2 separate regions of the Pan troglodytes genome follow, and region 2 is linked to region 1. Evidence: chromatin contacts called from public Hi-C data. All regions are on one chromosome and are shown on one strand. Each heading gives the region's core, a stretch centred on a gene start, on an enhancer-like site or on the middle of the called end of the contact. The rest is flanking DNA. Distances are from core to core; before and after follow the strand shown. Region 1 has its middle 46 kb from the start of CABIN1. Region 2 overlaps CABIN1 (calcineurin binding protein 1).

The links. Hi-C and Micro-C count contacts between places; a contact is called where the count stands out from the background.
Region 2: a Hi-C map of stem cell-derived neural progenitor cells shows a contact between it and region 1, with 2.2 times the contacts expected there. The contact joins two enhancer-like sites. A contact is called at or near these places in 2 of 7 Hi-C or Micro-C datasets (induced pluripotent stem cells and stem cell-derived neural progenitor cells).

What each region holds. Positions count from the first base shown.
Region 1 is chr23:25,931,830-25,937,356 of NHGRI_mPanTro3-v2.0_pri, forward strand. No RefSeq gene overlaps it. Among named protein-coding and RNA genes, the nearest start is that of CABIN1, 46 kb to the right of the region's middle. Within about 2 kb of position 1,337, at least 8 of the 24 cell types and tissues checked have an H3K27ac peak or open chromatin away from gene starts, as enhancers often do. A contact at or near this core is called in stem cell-derived neural progenitor cells, where this site is marked.
Region 2 is chr23:26,135,427-26,140,506 of NHGRI_mPanTro3-v2.0_pri, forward strand. It overlaps CABIN1 (calcineurin binding protein 1), which reads left to right. Exons shown (of 36, transcript XM_063808363.1): 32 at 1,131-1,205; 33 at 4,387-4,669. Among named protein-coding and RNA genes, the nearest start is that of SUSD2, 12 kb to the right of the region's middle. Within about 2 kb of position 3,060, at least 3 of the 24 cell types and tissues checked have an H3K27ac peak or open chromatin away from gene starts, as enhancers often do. A contact at or near this core is called in stem cell-derived neural progenitor cells, where this site is marked.

The sequences.
Region 1 (5,527 bases), core at 87-2,586:
TATATTCCCTATATATATATTCCCTATATATATATTCCCTATATATATATTCCCTATATATATTCCCTATACATATTCCCTATGTATATTCCATATATATATTCCCTATATATATTCTGTATATATTCCCTATATATATATTCCCTATATATATATTCCCTATATATTCCACATATATATATATACCCTATATATATATTCCCTATATATTCCATATATATATGGAGTCTCGCTCTGTTGCCCAGGCTGGAGTGCAGTGGCGGGATCTCTGCTCATTGCAAGCTCCACCTCCCAGGTTCACTCCATTCTCCTGCCTCAGCCTCCTGAGTAGCTGGGACTACAGGCGCCAGCCACCATGCCCAGCTAATTTTGTTTTCGTATTTTTAGTAGAGACGGGGTTTCACCATGTTAGATAGGATGGTCTCGATCTCCTGACCTCGTGATCCGCCCACCTCGGCCTCCCAAAGTGCTGGGATTACAGGCGTGAGCCACCGCGCCCGGCCTCTGAATTCTTTTTCAGGTAAATCAGGGATTTCTTCTTGGTTTGGATCCGTTGCTGGTGAACTAGTGTGATATTTGGGGGTGTTGACGACCCTTGTTTTGTCATGTTACCACATTTGGTTTTCTGGTTCCTTCTCATTGGGGTAGGCTCTGTCAGAGGGAAGGTATAGGGCTGAAGGTTGTTGTTAAGATTTTTTTTGTCCCAGGGCTGTTCCCTTGATGTAGTCTCTCCCCCTTTTCCTGTGGATGTGGCTTCCTGTGAGCCAAACTGCAGTGATTGTTGTTTCTCTTCTGGGTCTAGCTGCCCAGTGAGTCTAGTCAGCTCCGGGCTGGTACTGGGGGTTGTCTGCACAGAGTCCTGTGATGTGAACCGTCTATGGGTCTCTCAGCCATGGATACCAGAACCTATTCTGGTGGAGGCGGCGGACGGTGCAGTGCACTCCGTGAACTTTGGTGGTTTAATGCTCTATTTTTGTGCTGGTTGGCCTCCTGCCAGGAGGTGGCTCTCTCCAGAAAGCATCAACTGTAGTAGTGTGGAGAGGGGCCAGTGGTGGGTGGGGCCCTAGGACTCCCAAGATTATGCGTCCTTTGTCTACCACTACTAGGGTGGGTAGGAAAGGACCCTCAGGTGAGGACGGGGCTAGGCATGTCTGAGATCAGACTCTCCTTGGGCAGGTGTTGCTGTAGCTGCTGTGGAGGATGGGGGTGAGATGCCCAGGTCATTGGAGTTGTGTGCCTAGGAGAACTATGGCTGCCTCTGCTGAGTCATGCAGGTTGTCAGGGAAGTGGGGGAAAGCCGGAAGTCACAGGCCTCATCCAGCTCCCATGCAAACTGAAGGGGCGGTCTCACTCCCACCATGTCCTGCAAACAGCCCTCCATCTGGAAACAGCAAACAGTGTGTTTCCAGATGGAGGGCCAGACGAATTGAAAACTTGCCTGAGGCTTTCCACCTCCCAGCTGCCAAAGAAAAGGGCTTTAGTTCTTCCTCCCCCTGTGAAATCTGCAAGCCAGATTCACACCCTCCCCTGGGTTCTGGCCCGGAGGCTTCTCACCCCATTCAAATTGTTACAAAGTTCAGCTAGAGAATTCCTTCTCCCTGTGGAGCTGTGGAGTTTTACCCCTTGCTTTCTGGCCACCGTCCTGATGGATCCCTGTGGTGCCAGGCAGGAATGGGCTGCTTGGGGATCCAGTGAGCTCCCAGGGCCTTTCTGCTGCTTCCTCTGACCCTGTATTTTGCTCGGCTCAGTTTTGTAACTTGACTCAGCTCCAGGAAAAGTCGGAAACTTCTCCCACAAACAGGCCTTCAGCTTCTCCAGTGGGGGTGTGTGCTCAGGAGAGGAGGGTCTCCCTTTCCCACTTCCACAGTTGGGGCACTCACAGTATTTGGGGTGTCTCCTGGGCCCTGCAGGAGCAAGTCTGCTTCCTTCAGAGGGTCTGTGGATCCTCTCAGGATTGCTGGTTTGTTCTTTCAGTGGATCTGCAGCTAAAATTCACAATGCAAGCCTCCACATGCTGCTCTGTCCGGAGCTGCAATCTGGCTATGCCTCCCGTCTGCCATGATCCCGAAATCCCTCTCCAATTTTTGTATTTTTAGTAGAGTTGCGGTTTTGCCATGTTGGCCAGGCTGGTATTGAACTTCTGACCTCAAGTTATCTGCCCATCTCGACCTCCCAAAGTGTTGGTGTACCAGGACAAGCTGCAGACAAAACCTCTTAGACACCAAGTTAAAGAAGGAAGGGCTTTATTCGGCCGGGAACTTCAGCAAGACTCACGTCTCCAATAACCGAGCTCCCTGAGTGAGAAATTCTTGTCCCTTTTAAGGGCTTACAATTCTAAGGGGTCTGTGTGAGAGGGTCGTGATCAATTGAGCAAGCAGGGGGTACACGACTGGGGGCTGCATGCACCAGTAATTAGAATGGAACAGAACAGGACAGGGATTTTCACAGTGCTTTTCCATACAATGTCTGGAGTCTATAGATAACATAACTGGTTAGGTCAGGGGTGGATCTTTAACCAAGCCCAAGGTGCAGCGCCGGGCTGTCTGCCTGTGGATTTCATTTCTGCCTTTTAGTTTTTACCTCTTTCTTTGGAAGCAGAAATTGGGCATAAGACAATATGAGGGGTGGTCTCCTACCTTATTGGGGTTACAGGCGTGAGCCACCGTGCCCAGCCAAGACCCTGAATTTAAATCCTGACTCTGTCATTCATTAGCTCCTGACCTCAAGTATGCCATTAACTACTTTGAATCCTGGTATCCTTGCTGTCAAAGGAGATGAGAGTTCTGACACTTATAGGTCCACTGTAAGATATAATTTTTAAAATATCTGTAAAAACTGGGCCGGGCATGGTGGCTCATACCTGTAATCCCAATACTTTGGGAGGTCAAGGCAGGCAGATTGCTTGAGCCCAGGAGTTTGAGACCAGCCTGGGCAACATGATGAAACCCCGTCTTTACCAAAAATTCAAAAAAAATTAGTTAGGCATTGGCACGTGTCTGTTAGTCCCATCTGCTCAGGAGGCTGAAGTGGGAGGATCACTGGAGCCCAGGAGGCAGAGGTTGCAGTGAGCCGAGATTGTGCCACTGCACTCCAGCCTGGCAGAGTGAGACCCTGTCTCTACAAAAATGTAAAATAAACTTAAAAAATGTCAAAGCATGATAAAGTACAGGACATAAAGACCATGATTAATCTAACACCCATCACTCCAATCTTTGCCTCTGTTCTGGCATTCCCCTATGTGTCTTCGCAGCACCCTCCTTCTGGGTGACTCCTTTATGTTGTATTTTTTTGTTTGGTTTGGTTTTTTTTGTTAGTTTGTTTTGAGACAGAGTCTTGCTCTGTTGCCCAGGCTGGAGTGTAGTGGTGTGATCTTGGCTCACTGCTACCTCTGCCTCCCAAGTTCGTACCTCAGCCTCCCGAGAAGTTGGGATTACAGGCATGCACCACCATGCCCTACTAATTTTTGTATTTTTAGTAGAGACGGGGTTTTGCCATGTTGGCCAGGCTGGTCTCAGACTCCTGGCTCAAGTGACCTGCCCACCTCAGCCTCCTAAAGTATTGGGACTACAGGGGTGAGCCACCGCGCCCGGCCACCCCACTCATTTTGAATGTAAGTAGATTACCAATTCTGAAATGGGTTTTGAGCAGTAGCAACATTGACACAAATTTATAATATTTTCAAGAAGATACTTCCTTCAATATGTAAAATGCAACAGATATCATTTGCAATCATACATATGTACATATATACATACACACATATAATATATATATCTCACCATGGAATAAGTCTGAGCTGAAACATGCATTACTTAAAAAAGAAAAAACTTATAGACAGGGTCTTGCTCCGTCATCCAGGCTGAAGTACAGTGGCACGATTGTGGCTCACTGCAGCCTCGACCTCCTGGGCTCAAGTGATCCTCCCACCTCAGCCTCCCAAGTAGCTGGGACTACAGGCATGAGCTACCTCGCCTGGCCTGCATGATCTTTATGAAGAATGTCATAGAAAGTTTTTGAAAGCGATTAAAGTTCACCTAAACAAGCAGGGATCTATGCTGTATGCCATGCTATTATTGGGGAGGAAAAAAATTCTCCTCTACATTCTTAGGGTCTCTGGAGATCTGGGCCTAAGAATAAAACTGAAATAAGACAGATTAACAGAAGAAAATCATTCAAGTTTTGCTAAATTTTCAGTGTACATGGGTACTTTCACAAGAGAATGAAGGCCTAAAGAAGTGACTAAAGTATAAAAACAATACTTTTTTTTTTTTTTTTTTTTAAGACAAGGACGGGTGCGGTGGCTCATGCCTATAATCCTAGCACTTTGGGAGGCCAAGGCGGGCAGATCACAAGGTCAGGAGATTGAGACCATCCTGGCTAACACGGTGAAACCCCATCTCTACTAAAAATACAAAAAAATTAGCCAGGTGCGGTGGCGGGCACCTGTAGTCCCAGCTACTCAGGAGGCTGAGGCAGGAGAATGGCATGAACCCAGGAGGCGGAGCTTGCAGTGAGCGGAGATCGCACCACTGCACTCCAGCCTGGGTGACAGAGCAAGACTCTGCCTCAAAAAAAAAATGACAAGACAAAGCGGCTTGGATTATAGGGAGTAAATTGTGGAGAAGGGACTAGGACATACATGGGGGGCAAAATTAGAAGATAAAGATTATTTTTAGTCGTGTGTTTATACAGATCCATTGGAACCTTGATTCACAGTCACTTGTGATGACAATGTTCTTCTCTTCCTGGTAAAGGGAGGGTGCTTTCTTATGGGAAATTGTGTGGCCTATTCTTAAATAGAAAAGGGCAGGTCAGAGAGTCTTTCCTGCATGTGCTATTTCTCAAGTGCCTTCAACTCAAAATAATTAATACTCCAAAGCAGCATATTTGGGGTGACGTGTCTTTAATTCCTTCATTTCCCCTGCTGCAGACTTTCCTAGAAGTTTCAGATATTAAAAGCTGAGTTGATGGCTATGGAGATAAGAGCCAGATTCATAACGAGGGATCTACAAACGGGGAGAAGAACATAGATAAGAATACGAATGAATAAGCTGAAAGGAACAGGTCTGAGCACATTTCCCCATATCCTGTTAAACACACATCCCATTGCTGGGACAAGGTCAGTACAGCAGAATGAATGCACCTCTTTTGTTTGATGGGGAGTGTTTAGCTTGTTCTTTAACAGGTGCAGCTTAGGCACTATTTGTCCCAGTGGATTTACACAGACCAGCCTTATCCACCAATGATCACACAAACTCCTCCTTTTGAGGCTGTCAGTGTGTCCAGGGTGCAACAATTTTGGAATACAGCAGAAGCTAAGCTATTAACTTCTTTTGTTGCTGTTGCTGTTGTTGTTTTGAGACAGAATCTCACTTTGTTGAGTGCAGGCTGGAGTGCAGTGGTGCGATCATGGCTCGCTGCATCCCCAGCCTCCTGGGCTCAAGTGATCCTCCCACCTCAGCCCCCAGAGTAGCTGGAACTACTACTATGCCCTGCTAATTTTTAAACTTTTTGTAGAGACAGTCTC
Region 2 (5,080 bases), core at 1,810-4,309, 210 kb after region 1:
GGTGGCAGGCAGAGGCCTGGGGGCACTAGTCTGCTGGCAGCATCCCCACTCTTGCCTTTCTATCCTCAAGGAGGGTCTCCCGGGCCTGCCCTTGGGGAGGGTTTTAGGTGTTGTTCCCACACCATCCCTGCTGTTCACTTTCTGCAATGAGCTTTAAAAAGTCAACATTCAACCTGGAAGGAAGTGAGAGCCCGTCACAGAAACCTTATCACAACCAGCGCGGGGAGTCTGGACCGCTGCTCCCACCGCTGCGCTGGGCCTCTGGGTACATCTTAGGGCATTTCCTTCAAGACTTCTGTGGCTGTCATCTAAAGATGGCTGCAGTGACCAGAGATCCCCTTGTCATTTTGCCTTCTTTTTTTAAACATTTTATTTTAATGTATCAAGCACTTTCCTTTTTCTCCATTTAAAATTATTCTCATAGGAAGAATCTCCAAAACTTTAGTGACTGGTTCAGATGGGATGACCATCCCTGACATACAGTATTCTCTCTAATCATGTCAGTTTGCAGTGCATCCTACCCCCAACTGCCCCATATCATATGGACCTTGGGCACTGAATCCCTAGACACACTTGACACAGCATGGGGCTATCACCATCAGGCCTGGGATTCCGAAAGGCCTCTCCCACTGTAATCATGCCCCTCCATCCTGCCCACTTAAGGGGCAGGTTCTAGCTCAGAAGACTCCCCTCTTCCCCTAGCAACTGAGCCTCAGCTGAATTTGAAGGCTTGGTTGGAGCCCTTGAGTCTGCCTGCCAGCCTCAGCTTGTGAGGATGTAAGTAACTCAGCCATAGAAATGAACTTGGTATAGCCAGATGGGCTCAGAGGAACAGCTGGGTCCAGTTCTGGCACCAGTACCTGGTGGTGTGGCACCTGAGCAGGCACCCCCACCTGGGAGATGGATGGGCATCTGCCCCTGCTACCCACGAAGAGCTGGGAGGTAGGGGTCTAGATGCGGACAGCAGTGGGGACGGCTGGCTATTCAGCAGAGTCTGGGGTGGTGGGGGGCACCCGAGCCACAGGGCATGCCCCCTACCTAGGCTGGTCTGTGCTACATACACAGACAGGGCTGGGGGAGGCTAACCACAATGGCCTGCGCCCCCTGACCTCCAGCATCTCCCTGTTAAGGTGGATGAGGAGGCTGCGCTGGAGCAGGCTGTGAAGTTCTGCCAGGTCCATCTTGGGGCTGCCGCCCAGAGACAGGTAAGCCCAATTTAGCCTGTGCCAGCCTCATCTTGCGGAGCCTGCTCCATATCAAGGCCCTAGGATGCAGGCTGAGAAGCAGATCCACTCTTGGGACTGTTCTTGTGGTCAGCTTGGGCTGAGGGGAGATGAGCAGGGGGCAGCTGAGCCTCCAGCCCGTGGCCATAGTGGGCAGGAACTTGACAGGGCCCAGACCCCAGTTCAGACATGCTGAGGGGTCCCCTCACCTCAGCCACCTTTTCTGTAACAAGGAGGATGGCCCCTAGCCAGCTGACCTCAACTGGGAAGGTCATTCCGTTTGGAACAGAAGTAGAAGCAGCAATGTTAGAGCCAGTCTGGTTAGGAGCCAGGTGGCAGGGGAAGGTGGAGATGCAGCCTATACAGGGACTGCCCCCCACCCCACCGCCCCAGGGGAGGACTTGTAGGGAGCAAGGTGTCCTAAGACAGGGTAGGCAGGAGTCCTGGAGTTTATTAAGCAGGGAGGAAGCAAGGCAGCAACACTCCTGAGTAGGGAAGATGGGGTTGGTGCAAGGTCCAGGCCAGGGCTGGGGAGGGAGGGCGGGGTCCAAGATATGGCAGGGAGTAGGGAGTTGGGGAGGCCCCTCCTGGGAGGACCCCAAGCTAGAGGTGGGAGGGCTGGGATCAGAATTCAACAAGAGGATGTGGCAGGGAGGGGCAGACATGGCAGGCAGGGAGAGCAGGTGTGCCCTGTCTAAAACATAAGCCTCCAAGCCAGAGGGTAGGTGGCATGCCATTTGAGTAGGTGCAGTCTTTTGTCCCCAGGGGTGTCCCGATGCCCCCGGTAGCCTCGTCCCAGGTCCCTTTGTTCCAGGTCCCCTAGCAGAGGGCTGGTAGCTGCCTTTGGGGTCCAGACGGGCTTCCTTCTCAGTGGAATGGAGCCTCAGGCCCCCACCACCTGCCTGGGCTATTACGTCTGCGGAAGCCCGCGAGGTTCAGCTTTGACCAAGCAGGCTGTGGGCCAGACGAGGCATGCTGTGGGGAGTAGGTGGGCCTGGTCCCCAGCTAAGGGCCAGAGTCCTTGACAGGGAGTGCCCCAACCCCCAGCAGTCCCCACCATTTCATTGTCCAGCTAGGCAGAGTGCATAGCACAGCTGTCTGGGCCCCAGTGCTGGGCGCAGGCCCAGGCCCAGGTCCACCAGGGTGCCCCTGCCTCCTCCACTGGCCCAGGTGGAGCAGGTGGACATGGGAGTGGTGACCACTCAGGAGACAGGAGGGCTGTTTCTGCTTTTGACGTCCTTAAAAGATAGACCCACACAGGAAACCCCCCCACAACCCCACACTGTAGCGTGAGAAGAAAGGGGTACTGAGTTGGCAGGAGCCAGGGCTGGGCCAGACCCCATTTTGCCGAGGCACATGCATATTGGGGCCCCTGAGGGCTGGGTGAGCAGAGATTTCCGTCAGAGACCTAGGAAGACACAGCCTGGGTTATGGGGGTGGCCAGAGCCAGGGGACCCAGGTCCTTACCTTTCAGGTTGCCTGCTGCTGGGCGACGCCAGGCCAGGCCCCAGCAGTCCCCTCCCAGTGTGTGGAGGGGAGTGGCAGGGAGGAGGCCCTAATGACCCTCAGACCTACCTGCCTGCTTCCCAGACCCTGGTGCGGTGGGGGCGCTTTGGTATCTGCCGTGGGCAGATTTGCGTTTCCTACCTAGGATTCTTACCCTGGGCCCAGAGAAGATGCCACTGTAGGGGCTGGCTGCCATCCTCTGGTTCTCTCCTCCCTTAAGCCCAATCTTGGAGGCCATTTCCTGCCATCAGAGCCCATAGCTCCCGCCCCTCAGGGAGTGTCCATTTTGCTCACGGCATGTCCTTGTTGCCATGGCAGCCCTGAACCCGCCTGGAGGGTGCTCTGGACATAATTAGAGGCTCAGTGCCCACGGCTGAGGCCCGCTCCTGAGCGAGCACAGGGACACTGCACTCACCTTCCTCCAGCGTGTCTGCTCACGCTGCCAGCTAGGCTGCTACACCACCACTGGTATTGCCGCAGGCCCGCAGGGCCCGAGAGACAGGTCTGTCCTCCTGCCCCGCACTCCCACAGGATGGGCTGCCCACAGGACAAGGCTGGGCCCCAGAGCACCGGCCTGGGGCACATCCCAGACACCCAGTATGTGGCAGAGTCCACAGGGGCCCGTCCTGAACCATGTGGAATTGAGGAACAGGGCATTTTAGCAAAACCAATGTCAGAAGAGACAGGGTCATCGGTGGTAGCAAACTGCCCCCCCGCCCCCATGCACTGAGGTACCTACCTGCAGGCGTGTGACTCTCCCACACTCGAGGGGGTGGGGGTGCTGTCAGCCCCATGTGGGCCAGCTCCCACAGTACAGTCAGCCTGGTGCTGGGGAGGGTTGAAGGGTGGACCCACTCCTCTGCTCAGCTGTGAGAGGCTGCCTCAGGGCTGCCTCACATCACCTCAAGACATACTGTCAGGGCACTGGAGCCTTCACACCTGTCCCAGGAGGGCTGGCTGGGGGTGGGAGCAAAAGTAGCCCTGTGAAAAGAGCCCCAAAAGGGCCTCGTGGCAGAGGGAATTGTGTGGATGAAGACTCGGAGGCCCCTAGGGCCCGGCTCACCTGGAAATCGCAGGCCCATGGTGGGAGCAGTTGCCAAGGCCAGGCTGCAGGGAGAGGCCAAGCTGGGGGCAGCACTGGGTGCCGTGGCAGTAGGTCACAGTGGGTTGTGGTATCAAGCCCAGGAAGCAAACTCTTGCAGCATCCCACTAGCTCCCTCAGGACTCTCCCATGAGTGGCCATTGGGAAGTCACCCTCCAAGACTGACCACCTGTTCCTGCATTCCCTGGGTTGGGAGCTGCACCCATGCCTAGGGTCCTGCAGGACATACTCCTCCCAGACTGGCGCCCTGTGGTGTGAGGGCAAGGCCAGCTGGAGGTCCTTCCACTGAGTCCCCACCAGTACGGCCTGGACATTCTCCCAGGGAGGGGTTCTGGGTCTCCAGCTGTGTCCTAGCATCAGCAGGATCCTGATGGGGTGCCTCTCTGATGGACCTTGTTGGCAGCATTGTGGGGGCTCAGTGGTGCCATATGGGCAGTGTTGGCAGCCCCAGGCGCACAGGATGTCCTGTGGGACAGCACTGGTCGGCTGGCGGGCAGAGCAGCGTGGGCTCAGGGCTGCCTAGCCAGCCTTTCTCACCTCTTGTTTGTCTCACAGGCCTCGGGGGACACCCCCACCACTCCAAAGCACCCCAAAGACAGCCGAGAGAACTTCTTTCCTGTGACAGTGGTGCCCACAGCCCCTGACCCTGTGCCAGCTGACTCTGTCCAGCGGCCCAGTGATGCTCACACCAAGCCTCGCCCTGCACTAGCTGCCGCCACAACTAGTATCACCTGCCCTCCGTCAGCATCAGCTTCCACCCTGGACCAGTCCAAGGACCCTGGGCCTCCCCGGCCACACAGGCCTGAAGCTACCCCCAGCATGGCCTCTCTGGGCCCAGGTGAGTCCCATCCCAGTCCAGAGCTGGGCCCAGGCCCCTGCCACCATCAAGTCCTCCCTGCGGGGAGAGTGTGAGTATGGGTAAGGGAGGCAAGCAGTGCCCTCCCGCCCAGTCGATCCCACAGGGTGGCGGGGCAGGTGACCGCGGGTCCACTCAGCAGTCACTGGCAGCCTCGGTGGCCCTGGTCAGCACATCCTACATCTACCACTCTTAACCTAACCCTGGGTGCCTCAGTCTCCCTGTCTGTGAAAGGAGGTGGTGAGGAGGGAGGGAGCAAACACCATCACGGACGTGTTTGCTACTGTTTCCTCCCCACAAAGCCTTATAGTAAGTAGGAAGGATGGCTTGGTCAGGTAGGAAAAGGATACTAGCCCACACCAGGCCTCCCTCAGGGCACTGGGAGGGGTCCTG